Linked DNA regions of Zea mays: region 1 is linked to region 2. Evidence: chromatin contacts called from public Hi-C data. All regions are on one chromosome and are shown on one strand. The core of a region is the stretch at or near the end of the contact, and the rest is flanking DNA. Distances in the headings are between cores, read along the strand shown.

What was found. A called contact is a pair of places that touch in the nucleus more often than the background predicts.
Region 1: a contact with region 2 is called in a Hi-C map of leaf, with 3 times the contacts expected there. The contact joins the promoter of LOC100272941 here to the enhancer-like site in region 2. A contact is called at or near these places in 4 of 25 Hi-C or Micro-C datasets (bundle sheath, endosperm and leaf).

What each region holds. Positions count from the first base shown.
Region 1 is chr1:17,586,749-17,594,406 of Zm-B73-REFERENCE-NAM-5.0, reverse strand. It overlaps LOC100272941, which reads right to left and starts at 1,479. Exons shown (of 7, transcript NM_001147393.1): 1 at 1,199-1,479. The coding sequence starts at 1,333.
Region 2 is chr1:17,443,934-17,451,079 of Zm-B73-REFERENCE-NAM-5.0, reverse strand. LOC100383869 reads right to left here. Exons shown (of 16, transcript NM_001329554.1): 11 at 4,881-5,002; 12 at 4,655-4,765; 13 at 4,006-4,188; 14 at 3,751-3,909; 15 at 3,586-3,667; 16 at 3,057-3,468. The coding sequence ends at 3,358. Among protein-coding and RNA genes, the nearest start is that of LOC100383869, 19 kb to the right of the region's middle. Within about 2 kb of position 3,294, at least 7 of the 20 cell types and tissues checked have an H3K27ac peak or open chromatin away from gene starts, as enhancers often do. A contact at or near this core is called in bundle sheath and leaf, where this site is marked.

The sequences.
Region 1 (7,658 bases), core at 230-2,729, 150 kb before region 2:
TCTTTTTGCGATAAGCTTGAAACTGTCCGACATCCTTTCTTTGGTTGTCATTATGGCTCGTTTTCTCTGGCGTGCGGTTCATTGGGTGTTTGGTGGCACCCCTCCAACACACGTGTCTCACTTGTTTTGAGGTTGGTCCAAAATGAGGCAAGGCAAACGCAATTTGCTTGTTTTGACGGGACATTGCGGTCTTTGGTTGAGAAATTTGGCTCATAAAAAATGATCTCGTGTCAAAAACAAACTTTTTTTTGCAAGAACTTCTTTTGGGGGATATATTGACTCTAATCTGGACTCGTTTGTAACGCTTGGATGAGCACAAGATTTTCATTGCGGAAGCATACAGACTTTTATAGAGTGCAGTGCCACATTTCTGTTTGCTTCTCCTCGTCTTAGACATTAGGAGTGGATCCCTGTATTTTGTGTGTGTGTGTGATTTTATAATATTTGGTCTGATTCTTGCTCCCTGAGGAATGATGAAGCCAGAACCTGTGTTTCCATTATCTAAAAAAAAAGGTCTTCAGACTGGTCATTCCATCAGCAGCAGGTATGGTTTTGTACTTCAAAATCGGAGTTCAGGGGCAGTTAAAGGGCTAGAAGGGTTTGTCATTATTTAAAATCGGAGTTTAGGGGCAGGTATGGTCATTGTCTAAAAAAATCGGAGTTTGTCAGTATTTGTGAATTGTGATACAGTTACGATCAAGCTCCAATGCTCAGGGTCCGTGTTCCAAGCGGATCCCTCAGATGATCTGCGTGGCAACGGGACCGGGTAACTTTGATGACCATCACGCTCCGCGTGCCTTTTGACCCAGGTACGAGTACCCCCGGATACTGGAGCAAATGTGATTAGACGTCACCGGATATGAATCTGATCCGGCCCGATCTGTGGGCATCGTCATTCGTAAAATGTGAAGCACCCGCATTCCCACAAGCACAGTGCCAGGTGTAGGGGCGTTGGTGAGCCACACGTTCCAATCAGAGGGAGAGACGCGCTCAAAAGCAAACAACATCCATTGATCGGCGGGGACGACCCAACCCAATCCACGACGAACGAACGCGGCTAGCTGAGGAAGTGAGGAGAGTCAAGAGCGAACCACGCACCAATCAACCCCGCCTTGTTTTCTCCCCTGCCCGATCGAGCTTTTACGGTGAAAGAACTTTTTAAATTTAAGTAAATATAAATAAAGGAATCGACGCTTACGAGGACGCTAAATCCGGAGACGTTGGTGAGCGAGCCGGCGATAGCGGCGCCGGCGAGGGGCACCTCGCCGAGGTGGCCCACCATGATGGTGGAGATGACCTGCATCATGAGCTGCAGCAGCGCCACGGCGATCATGGGCGCCGCCAGCGCCGCCAGCCGCCCGGCCTCCGCCGTCGCCTCCGCCCACCGCCCTTCCGACGAAACGCCGCAGCACCAGCGGAGGCGGCGCTGATCTCCCAGGTCCTCCTTCCCCCGGCTCGGGTGAGCGACGAGCAGCGGCGCCCCGGAAGAAGAGCCCATGATCGCCGTCGTGGCTCCCAGGTCCACAGCTAGCTCGGGGGCACGCCGCACGCCGGCACGACCAAGTCTGGCCTGGCCGTTTTAGGTGGAGTCTTCGAGACTACCCGGCCGCAGGGGTTTATGCAGCAGTGTAGATCATTTAAGAATGGATTCGCCGTGGAAAGTGGAGCGCGAGACAGTCGACGACCGGGCCGTGGAAAGGAAGGGATGACGCGGGGCCGGGATCCGATCCGATGCACGCGCCAAGCGTGGGTAGTAAGTAAACTGGGCAAGGGAAAGGAGAAGGCTAGATAGATATAGATTTCTGGGACCGCAAAATAATGTGATTCCTACTTTTATCGTTCGTAATATTGACTCCAAAAAATAAGACTTAAACAGATGTTACATTTAGTTTCAATGTCGTTTTAGATATTTTAACCTTCTATCTATAGATTACATGCGTACACATGCAAAAAAAAAAAAAAAACATAAGGGCACAGAGAGCGCAGAAGGATAAAAATGTCTAAAATGACACTGGAACCCAAGTATGAATATTTTGAGTCCTGTTTTTGTGAACTTAATAGTTAAAAGTATGAAACACGTTATTTTAAGTTGTACAAAAAATCCAATTTTCTTGTCTTAGCATATGGATGAATTAGGTTCTACAGTTTGATATATTAGTATATTGAATAATAAAGTATATCTGTAACTATTTTTAGAAAAACTTTATGACTTTTATTAGTTTAATTTCGCGGAATCGCACAACAATTTTTAAAGATATCTTCGCTGTTTGATTTCTCTGCGATTTCTGTGACTTCCACTGGATCGTTAGCTCGCAGCCACAGGAAAAGGCAACGGAGCTGTTGGTTAGCTGATAGTATGTTGGCGTCGTGGTGTGGTTGCCAAGCGATGCCCTTGTCCTGCTCTCTTTCCCACCGCCGTCTGCAGCCCGTATTTTATTGTTTTTTGCCGCTGTGACCCAAGAGCTCCCACGTACTTGAATGTGCCAGAAATATAGTTGAGGAAAATAACTGCTCCATTCAATAGAGCGTCGCCGCGTTCATTTTATCTGCAGTGCCATCCTCAGCTACGATCCACGTGCTGCGCGTGCGCCTGCCGGGATGAAGAAGGCATAGCAGGAGGAAGAAGAAAGACAAGATGAAGAGATGGTGTATGGGGCTAGGTGAGTCAGAGATAGTAGATCACCAATCCAAATTTACTTTTTAGTTGATAGAACTGTTGTAAATAGATCCTAAGACTAGCATAAAGGTTAATTTGAATGTCAATAGAATGGAGCCTATCAACATTGGACGTAGATAGCATCGGTAATATGGCATTTCTAACCGAGAAACCACGTAGTAGTTTCTATGTTCTTAATTAGAACATCAATAAAAAAAAGATGATGCGACACTATAATTATCGAAGATAACCCTCAGATAATAATCGCACAAATACACCATCGATCGCTGCATAGACTAATTTATATCTAGAAATACGTAGAAAGTTGAATATATTGATATTACCATTTATCAAAATAGATTATTGTGTTCTCCCCCCAAAGAATAATTAAAGGTGTGCTTTGATTAGAGAAAGTGGATATCCTTTTTTGAGCCATATGTCGAGTACATATTGCTCTTGATGGGATAACTATTTCTGATATGACAATTACAAATTTACACTAGTATTATTAACTTTAAAGTAACACAGGAGTCAAACAGATATAAAGTGTGTAAATTAAGTTTGAATAAAAGGAAACGGTATACATTAGCCCAGCAATTGCACAGGTCACTCACGTAAGGGCATGCACAACTCTATTTAATATAGAGTCTCTTGAGATGTCTTTAATGATCTAAGTAAAAAAAAATACAAAAGACAGACTATGTCTCTTCATAACTGTCGGTACCCTGGATTAGGGGTACCCCCTTACTACGGTATGAAGACACGATGCCTGTGCGGCTACCCTTAGCCGCGCGGAGAACAGCCCTAGGAGTATCTCGTAAACGGTTGAGGTGGCATTCTCGGAGACAATGCCATCGGGGCCAGAAGACACAGGACCCCTGTGCGCACAACCCGGACCCCCAAAGTAAAGCAGCTCGGAGCCGTTGGATAGGGTCCGGACCCCACCAAGTGAGCTCCGGACCACCCATAACAAGGTCCCAGGAAAGGAAGTGTCGTGACCTAGGCATGAGTCCGGTATTGACGCGTGTCCGGGCTCTATCCGGAGCACCTCCGCTCCCCACTGGGTCGAGGGTCTAATACTGCCACATGGCTTATTATCCGTGACGTAGGCCAGTGAAGCGCCCCGATCCTTTGAGACTCAAATGTGATACAATTACTAATCCCAGGAGGCTAGTAACCACATTCCTTACTTCAAATAGTACATAGTTCAAATAAATGTTATTACAATACCAGAGTACAAGCTCGAGAGAGAGCCAAAAATACGAAGCGCAGTAGAAGATAAACTAGCCCAAGCCACAGGCAGAACTGGGTGCAAACACAGCCCCCCCCCTCAATCAAGCATAGCAGAAAAGAAGTCTTCAGCTGCTGAAAAACATAAATAAATCTGGGTGAATACACTAGGTATTCCGCAAGCCCACCCCGCTCCCGTAAAGAGAAAGGGGCCTATATCATACATGCTTTATATGGTGGAGTTGAAGTCACTCTTTTTTTTCTCAGAGAAAGGCAGTACTTTTTGGGGTTTTCCCGAAGAAATAGAAATAACACGTTACTTAACCACCACTGAGATTCCCGCTCCCGTGGCATCTTTTTCTCTTCCAAAGACACACTCACACATTTCCCTGTTCACGGAGGTTGTAAAACACTAATTGTCATACCACGCCAGACTCGTCCATTCCAGTGGACACGGACTATTCGAATAGGTTTGAACTCTGCGTAGAGGGGTACACTTTACCCACTAGTCCGGCTCTACGATCTCATGGCCAATGAGATCCGAATCTCTTTCCTTCCTCGCACGTCCTAACCTTAACGGTTATACCGGAAGGAGTCAGGCCACCACCATGTCCAAACCGGACAAAACATTCCCCCTCCTTATCCTCCCGGTGCTCCCCAGCTTCATAACCCTAGGGTTGGACCGTACGAGTTTAGATCGAGTGACTGCCCACACAGCCTTGAGTGGTTGTACTTTTCATGAGTATAGGTAGTGAAGGATGACAAACCAGTCCTTATATGAGGGGACAATCCTTCTGCTCACACCTAAACCAGCTGAGCCATCACCTTAGGCCCTCCCCTAAACCAGGGAGTCCCTTATCATCCCACTCACAGGTGATGAGGGTGAATACCCTTCATCGTACACTTTTTGAAAACATTGTTTGGTCAAAACCACAACCCTTTTTCCCATCCCATATTTTGTGCTCAAAAGATGTTTGTTAATGCGGGCTATCTCTCTGCTCACAATGCAATTATTCCATCCCTTAACCCCGACTTAGGTAGTGGTAGAGAGAATAGGTAAATTATGCATCAAGGAAAGGATGGACTTGCCTTCGTCGAAGCTTTCCTGGCACAAAAGATTTATCTCAGACGGGTCGGGTTCCTGCCCTTCTTCCGGAGCTACAAATTCGGAGGATCGGATCCCTCTTCCGCTAACAAACATAGATAAGGAAAAATACATCAATCATGGTGACTTGGTGGGGTGTGCCAATTATTATACATCATTATTTTTGTGCCCTATAATTTATTTAAACTATTTTTGGTGCATAAAATATCAGCATATAAATATATATATGAAAATGGAAAAAAGAAATGGGAAAAAAGAAAAAAGAAAAGGGATTCTAGGCTAACTGGGCGGGGGGGATTTTGGCCCGGTCGGGCGCGAGCGCGCGGCGTCGCAGCCAATTGGGCCCGAACGGCCCACGAGGAGCGGTGACGGCGCGGCGGACGCCGTGGGCGCGGGCCCACACGCCAGAGAGGGAAGGGGGAGACGACGTCAGGGGGGAGGAGGGCGGTCCGCGGTGGGGGAGAACCGTTCGCCGGTGGTCCGGTTCTGGGTGGGACGGGGTGGTGGCAAAGCACGAGCGGGGGTAGGGGGTCACGTAGGTGGAGTCAATTTGACCAGTGGATGCCTGGGGTGGTTGGTCCACGGCGGGTGGCGAGCGCTCGCGGCGGTGAAGTCGCCGGCGAGGCCACTGGGCGCAATAGGCGACGAGAAGGTGTGCGCTAGGTTTGCGACAGAGAGGCGGACCTTAAGAGCTAGAGCAATTTGATCGTACGCCACTAGAGAGAGGAGGGCGGAGCTCACCGGAGAGGGGAGGGATGACGGCGCCAAGCTTCATTGGGCCCGAGGGAGGGAGGTGGAGAGGCTGAGGCCTGGTGTGGTGGAACAAGGGGCTCGGGGCGGTCCTTTTATAGGTGGCCAGGAAGGGGGAAGGGAGGAGGAGCGGTGAGCACCGACGAGCTCGCCATGACGATGGTGATGGCGCAAAATGGCAATGGGACGGCTCGGGCAGGCGGGGGTGAAGGGACGGCTCGGGCACAGTGAGCAGGGGCGCATGGTGCCAACCGAGCTGGTGAGCGCGTTAATGGCGAGGAGATGGGGCGGACGGTGGCCGGCGGTGAACGCGCCGGTGGCCTGGTCACGGGCGAGGGGGAGAAAGGGCTGACAGGCGGGGTCGGGATGTCTATGAGGGAGGCGGTCATGAGGGAGGGGAGTGTGGGCTGACGGGTGGGGCCGGGATGTCAGTGAGGGAGGGGAACGCGCGGGAGGTGGGCCGCGAGGGATGGGAAGAGCGCGAGCGCGTGGGGGGAAAGGAGAGGTGGGCTGGATCCGGCCCAGCCGAGGGGGGAAAGGGATTTCCTTTTCTTTTTCTATTTCTATTTCTTTTTCTCTTTTTCTCCTTTTTCTTTTGAACAAATATTTATCTATGTTTCTTGGGTGCCAAAAAAATATTCTATGTGATGCGCTACTAACAATCATGGTGTATGCATATGATGAATGAGAAGTCTTATGAGGTGGGGGCCTTAAGAGATAATAAGAAGGGGGGTTTAGGGGTTTTAGGGTTTCTAACCTTGGGGTAAAAACTAGGATGTTACAAACCTACCCCACTTAAAGGAATCTCGCCCTCGAGATCCAGACGGGGCTCGAGAAAAGGTAAGGGTATTCCCTCCTCAAAGAGTCCTCACTTTCCCAGGTAGCTTCCTCTTCTCCTTCTCTGCTCCACTGAACTTTACAGAGTCTCACTTCTGAGTTGCGGGTCTTCCAGACTGCTGAGTCAAGAATCTTTATTGGCTTCTCTCGGTACTGAAGATCTTTCTGAATCTGGATTGCCTCTTCTTCGATGTGACTTTCTGGTGCTTGCAAGCATTTGCGGAGCTGGGACACATGAAACACATTGTGGATATCAGACATGGATTCTGGTAATTCTAGACGGTACGCTGCGGGTCCCACTCTGCCAATGATGGGATAGGGGCCGACGAATCGCGGTGCTAGCTTTCCTTTCACTTGGAACCTTCTGACACCACGCATCGGGGAGACCTTGAGGTAGACGAAGTCTCCTTCCTCAAATCTAAGTTCTCTCCTCGCTGTTGTCCGCATAACTTTTCTGCCGACTCTGAGCTTCAAGTAATCTTTTGCGGATCAGGGCAACTTTCTCTTCAGCCTCTTTAACAAAGGCAGGCCCTTCCAGTGTCTTTTCCCCTACGTTGGACCACATGAGAGGGGTCTGGCATTTTCGTCCATACAATGCTTCGAACGGTGACATCTTGATACTGGCCTAATGGCTGTTGTTATACAAGAACTCGGCATAAGGCAAACTGGACTCCCAGCTTCTATCGAATGTTAACACACAGGCTCTTAATATATCTTCAAAGACCTTGTTGACCCTTTATGTCTGACCATCTGTCTGGGGGTGATAGGCGGTGCTGATGTCTAGCTTGGTGCCCATAGCTTTCTGGAGGCTCATCCAAAATTGGGAGGTGAACTGGGTTCCTCTGCCTAACACTATCTTCCTTGGGATGCCATGCAGTCTGATTATCTCTTTAAGATAAATTCGGGCGAGGGTGGCTTCTCCAAAGGTAGTTTTCACTGGGATGAAGTGAGCTACCTTGGTAATACGGTCTATTATTACCCAGATAGAGTCGTTCCCTTTTTGCGTCCGGGGTAGTCCGGTTACAAAATCCATGCCTATTTGCTCCCATTTCCATTCGGGCACTGGAAGGGGTTGCAATA
Region 2 (7,146 bases), core at 2,045-4,544:
AGTGTGTTCCCCATTCGTTGTGCCGAAGATGATTTGGTGCGGGTTCGAGATTCTCTCCCATGTCCCATTTCAGATTTCCCTTGTCATTATCTTGGTTTACTTCTGTCCTTGGGAAAGCTTTCAAAGGTTCAGTTGCAGGCATTGGTGGACAAAGCGCCTAGTGTGCTCCCAGGTTGGAAGGTCGACCTTATGACAAAAGCAGGTCGAGCTGTGTATGTTTGGTTTGTTCTTAGAGCAAAAATGGTCTATGTTGCCATGGCTTTGGACCTCCCTAACTAGACTGTTAAAGCTATTGACAAGATAAGAAGAGGCTTCCTTTGGAAAGGAAGAAAACAAGCCAATGGAGGTCATTGTTTGGTGGCGTGGGGCAAGGTTACTAGGCCTAAAGACTTGGGTGGGCTAGGGATCACTGATCTGCGGCTGTTGAGCGTGGCACTTCGGGCTAGGTGGCCCTAGCTCCAAAAAATCGACCACTCTAAGCCATGGTCGGTCCTCCCTGTTCAGGCTTGTGGAGCGGTGCAGGCTTTGATCAATATTGCAGTTGTGTCTCATTTGGGTGATGGAAATGACATTATTTTTTGGAAGGATCGGTGGCTGAACGGTAGATGCATCGGAGAGGTGGCACCTGAGGTTCTTGAGCATGTTCCTAGGCGTATTGCTTCCAAAAGGCTGGTGAAAGATGCTCTAACTGATCTAAATTGGGTGGCTGACATAAGGGGTGCGCTTTCAGTTAGGGCGCTTGCATAGGTACTAGATCTTTGTGACCTGCTGGAAGGTCTAGTTCTTCAACCTGGTATTCCGGATAAGCATATTTGGAAGTTCAATGCTTCGGGGGACTACTCTTCTAGTTCTGCCTACAAAGTTCTTCTCTTTGGAGCGGTTGATTTTGGGTCAGCTGAGCGGATTTGGAAGTCTTGAGCTCTGGGGAAATGCATTTTTTTGTAGCTCGTTGAACATAATAGATGCTGGACAGCTGACAGGTTGGCTATGAGGGGGCTGGATCACCCCGACTGATGTCCGCTCTGTGACCAGGCCGATGAGACCATTAATCATTTGTTGGTCGAGTGCAGCTTTGTAAAGTAGTTTTGGTTTCTTCTCCTTCGGTCGGGGGACTTCTAGGTGCTCTGTCCATCTATAGGGGATAACTGCTTTGACTCCTGGTGGGAGAAGAGCGCTGAGTTGGTGGGCAAGCCTTTGTCGGAGGGTTTCAACTCATTGGTCATTTTGGGTGCGTGGTCGATATGGAAGCATAGGAATAGGTGTGTGTTTGATGGTTGTAGCCCAAGTGTTGAGATCGCCCTCTCGGCAAAGGGAGGAGATGATGTGCTGGCGTTTGGCTGGCGCTAAAGCTCTCACTTTCTTCCATCTAGAGGAGTTGTCTTAGGAGTGGTGTGAAAGTCTGTATATGGTGGTGTGTGTCTGTAAGTCTGTTGCTCGTGTTTTGGGGTTTCACCCCTTTTTCTTCTTCTTAATACAAAAATACGCAGATCTCCTGCGTATTCAAAAAAAATCTCTCCTTTGTCATGAAAATGTTTTCATCTCTTAGCTAGCAAGAGGGTTTTCTTACATGAAAGAGTACCAATTTGGCACACTAAAAGTTTTAGTTTTAAAAATATGGTGATGGTGTGGTCCTTTTGCTTTGGCCTGATTGAAAGTTCCCTTATGAGAGGAACACAGATCTAGATGTCGTCTAGAGGGGTATTAATACGCGAATAAAAATTAACATAAAAACTTAGAACTTCTTACTTTACTCGAAGTATGGATCACAACAGAATGTAGTCGAGTCAAATAGATTGCAGCATAATTGAAGTCTCTGTCTCACAATAGCCTACACTTCATAAACAACTTATACAAAGATAATAGTGAAGTGCAAGTAGTAAAGCAAACAAGAAACATCACAGAGAGACAGAGACAGAGACATAGAGATTTTATCCCGTGGTTTGACCAAGCCTAAAATGCTTGACTACATCCACATTGAAGTTAGTCAACATGGTGTGGAGTCTATTTCAATTTCTTTCTCTGTTTGCTCAAGTTTTTCACTAGGTCACGGACCGAGTACTTGCTCAAGATCTTGCTCACTCGCAGCAGCACCTCTCCTCTCTCTCGTTTGGCGTATAACAATGCCAAACATCTTGCAGAGAATAACACAAGAGAGGGATATAGAATTGTTCCACAATTAGTCCACTTGTATGCTACAAAGGTGTGCTCCTTAGGTCGTGTGGGACTTCTTTTTATAGCCCCAAGCCCCTTGAAGTCGTCGCAGGCCTTATTTTAAAGGTGCCATTGGAGCAATAGATGGATCACATATTAAGGTAGATGTGTCGGCTAATAAGGTGATTAACAATACTTGTCGTTATAGATATACATCCTAGAATGTACTTGCTATGTGACTTTGATATGAAATTTACATTTGTGGTTGGTGGATGGATGTGTTCTACACAACACATAGATCCTTAATCATGCATCGACAAACTTTGCTTCTTTTCTCGTCCCTCCTAAAGGTAATTTTATAATACTATCTTGTGAACTCTAGGTAATTTTATAATGCTATCTTGTGAACTCTAATTATTTATATTTTGCAATGGTAATTTGATTTCATTTTTCAGATAAGTACTATCTTGTGAACTCTAGATATCCAAAACTAAATTGGATACCTTGCACCTTTCGAATGAACTACGTACCATATACTAGAATTTTGTCATCGACGTGGATGTCCACCGCAAGAGAAGCATGAGACATTCAAGTTCTTGCACTCCTCTCTGCGCAATGTCATGGAGAGTCCTCAAGCAAAAATGGTGCATATTAAAAGACATACCGAGTTTCTTTCAGCTTTTTCACAGAAACAATTATGAAACAGACACCGCCAAGAAACCCAACAAGTACCAGATATTTATACTTCTGTAGCAAACTAACTATTTACAACAGAAGTGTTCTTTACCTATGGTTTGTTTGTTTTTTCCTTTTCCTAATAGATTTTCCATTGTTTTTCCTTTTGATACTTTTCTATGGAGAAGGGAAACGCAAGGTAAGCTAAACTAAAAGAACAGATATATTTTGCCTATTTATTGTCTAAGCTACGGTCAAAATTTTCACCATAGCAAATTGAATCATGTACCCCACCGAAAGCTGCATCCGACGAATATCAGCGTTCATCGTTCAAGCCTTCCAGTGACCACAAGCATGCCGATGCGAGACTTCTCCCATGTCCACCACCTCTTCTGCTACGCCGCCTCTGCAGGTAGATGCACGGCACCTAGCCCGGCTAGTCGTCAGCCATTTCATCTGCTCTATCCGTCAGACTTCCATTTCCTGCCGTGTCACATCTACTGAGCTGTCACCAAGACAAAAGTCCAGGGCCTAGTAGCAAAGCGTGTCTCCATTCACGACCCACTGCGCAAAGTGGTCAGAGTAGTCCCGAATGTCTGAGAGCTGGCTGCTAGAACGGGAAAGATCCGTGTCATCTCTTCCCTGGTAAAATGAACAAGGTTCACAGCATAAAGTTCAGATCTCAGGAAGGCCATGTAACCAACAATTTAGTTGATGTCAGAATGTCAGATAAAAAGAAGTTCGGATAATGAGGCTAACCTCATCAGTGTGTCCTTGTTCACTGTATGACATAGATGATTCAGGACTGATCACATCCATAGGTGAATTGATCAGTAATGACCTGCAAATCACGGATGTGATACATGTTAACAGTGCAAGCAGAGTAGTAGGACATGCAAATTACTGGAAGTCTATTTATTTTACCTCTCAAAAACTTCCTCGTCAAACGAATTTCCTGAAGATGACAACAAATCAAGGTCAAAGAAATTTGAAGAGTGCAATTCAGGGTAACCTAATCTTTTCAAATAACTCTGCCGCTCTTCTGACATGGAGTGTCTTCCAGGCACTGTGCCATAGTTCATACTGAATATATAAAAAAAAGACACAATTAGCTCATATTGCATTCATGTAGAAAACAAATTCAAGTGGACCACCAAATTCATGCAAGTAATGACACACCTGGAGCACAGGTTAGGTTCGCATATGGAGATCTCTGGCGCAGAATCAGAAGCTTCTCTAATATCATCCAGCTGTTGCACTGGGAGCAATTCTGTGTTGTCTGTTTCATTGTTACAGATAGTTACAGGCAAGCTGCTCTCCAACAGTATGTTACCATCTGATAGTGACCTCTTTATGAATGATCTGGTAAAACAAGATGAAGATTGATACATTAGAGCAGTCTAAAGAACCAGTGCAAGAGTAGCACAATTGGCTGAGTCCAGACAGGAAAAATATTCTTGTTACCCTATATTTTGCATTTTTAAACAATATACAGCGTTCCCAAGTATTACATCAGTTGCATAATCCTTTTGACACAGTTCTCATGGAACAAGAAGTGGTTCTTCTGGAAACAGGGTAAAAAAATGCACTTTTTGTTGTTCTCAGTTCTCGAGACCTATAGATTTGAGCTTTGAAATAAGGTCTACTGATCCATGGTCGATACATCAAAAATCCTAGATATTGTTTTCATGTGAAGAAAATGTGATTTTCACAAGTAGAAATGCTTGTGTTAAGTAGTAAACCATCATACTAAAATGCAAGTGTGTAAATAAAAGGTGAATATAAGATATAGCCACTTCAAGAAATATTCGAAGCTTATAATCTGCACCTTCCAATCTCTTCTTTTAAAGTTCCTTGCCTCCCAATGTTGTAATGCTGATCTGAGTCCAGCTTCCACAATGCAGGTTTCCCTTGCTGAGGTTGGAAATGACCTAAGAACCTGCATTTTTTAAGGACGAGTAAGCTATTTTGTGATGAACATACAAATATCAATGTTTTCCACTGGTTAAGTCATTCCAACAGAATATTATTTTGCAATATATTCAGAAGCATACATGTTTATAGCATCCTGCTTCTCGTGATCAGTGTAGGCGTTATTGTAGTAGCGTTGAAGGGTTCGAAGGAACTCCTGAGATTGGGTTGTTGCCTTCCATTGGCCCCTTTGCTCACAGAAGATCTATGCAAATATGATTAAAATGAAATCAGAATGTTATAGTTCAAAAAAGAGATCTGGAACATCAGTGGTCTTTTTATAACTAGTTGACTTTGACATTCCTGGGTTGTGATAATAACTTTAGAAGAAAGAATTGTAGACATAGTTCAGAGCATTTTACATATCTGTTCAGAGTATTCAAATGCCACAAATTTAATGCGATTATATCTCTACTACTTATTAAGGCTGCAAGGGTAGCCTGTCATTCTCTGTTCTGCCATTCTCATTCCTTGTTTTGCGTTTCTCATTCTCCCCTCCCCGCACAGCCCATTCCCATGTTCTGTCACCATTCCATGTCCTGCCATTCTCATTCCTTGTTATGACTTTCTCATTCCCCCCTCCCCGCAAAGACCATTCACATTCCCCCGTACAACCCACGTCTAGCTAAAAATTAAAACACACAAATAGCCTCCGAGGGGATTTGAACCCGCGACCCCCTCAGACAAATGCGAGCAGTAGCTACCGCTACACCACATGTGTGTTTACACATCTATGATAGGAAAAAATATCTACTACATCTCTCCCCAAGCCCACCTGCTACCCTTGCACAATACGTAGTAGTAGATAAGTATCACCGAGATTCTTGAATTATATTTTTGGATAGAGGGAGTAGTATTTAAAGAAGAACCTTGCATGCAATTTCTTTTGTTTAAATAATGTTTTCAACTTAAATTCCTTTTTTGCATACGTGCCATTTATTCTCTGTAATATTTTTCCATGGATCTGACTTGTGAGTCATTTTGATAAACCAACGCCAAGGATGAATTCATTTTCTTACTTGGAAACCCCGAACAAACACTACTAGCAGGAGGCGCTCGCGTTGGCGTCGCTCATCGACGACGAGAAGAAGCTTGGTGACTGCCAGTTCGACCTCTGGAAGCAGTCCTACGTGGTCGCATGCGCCGCTGTGTACAGCAAGCTCCGGCGCAGCTGTCGCTTAGACGTGGTTCAGAGCGGCTGCACCGCGCTGTCTACCGTCAAGCAGGGGGACCTCATGGTCGTCGCCAACGACGGTGACTCTCGAGTTGTTCTGGGCACCGCATCCGATGACTGCGTCATAATGCCGTCCAACTCATTGTCCACCTGAAGCTCAGCCTGCCACGTAAGTCGCTACTGACCGGCCATGCATTCTTGTGCGCTAGGACGACGGTCGTTCTGACATTGCGTGAGTGTCCTCGAACATGATGTATGTAGAGGAGTAGCGCATCCGGTGGTGCTACGGTCAGGTGTACTACCTCGCTGATGAGCCCGAAGTACACTTCGTCTGGCAGCCCAGCCAAGAGTCATCGGTACTCGCCATATCGCGCGCGTTTGATGACTACTATATCAAGGACTGTGGCGTCATCTCGGCGCCGGAGGTGACGCAGAGGACTGACAGCAATGATCAGTTCGTCATCCTCACCACCGTCGGGGTAGCTTTTGTGACAGCCTGCCTTTAATTCTCTTCGTAAACACACACACTTGTCGTTTAAGCAAGCGCGTATGGTGGTGCGTGCCTGATGACTGACGATGTACGAGAGAACTTCCGACAGTTGTGGAACGTGCTCTACAATGATAAGACCATGCAAATCGTGGCATATATCGAAGTCTACATGATACTGATGGTTGCAATGTAGTGGTGAAACAGCTAGATTAAAATAACAAAATTTATGTATGGTCAGAATCACAAATGGATTATGAAACATTTTCTCATAACAGTATAACACACATTATGTATATAAGTTATCGTGGTATTATATGTTCTCGTTGCAATGCACGAGCACTCACCTAGTTTACAAAAGAAAGAAGCACAAAAGCAAAAATGCAGGTTTTATATTGTTATGTTGTATGGTGCAGAATGTTGGCCTGAAAAAAAACGACATATTCAGTGGACAAGTGTTGCGGAAATGCGTACGGTGCGTTGGATTTGTGGCCATACAAGGAGTCGAATCCAAAATGACGATATGTGTGATAGGATAGGGATAACACTAATTAAAAACTTGTCCAAAACTAGTTCAGATGGTTTGGACCACTGTTTTAAAGGCGTCGCCTAGGCGTTCAGGCGCCCAAAAGATCCAAGGTGTCCTCGTCGCCTAGGTAAGAATCAGCAACAAGGCAGAGGGGAAGGG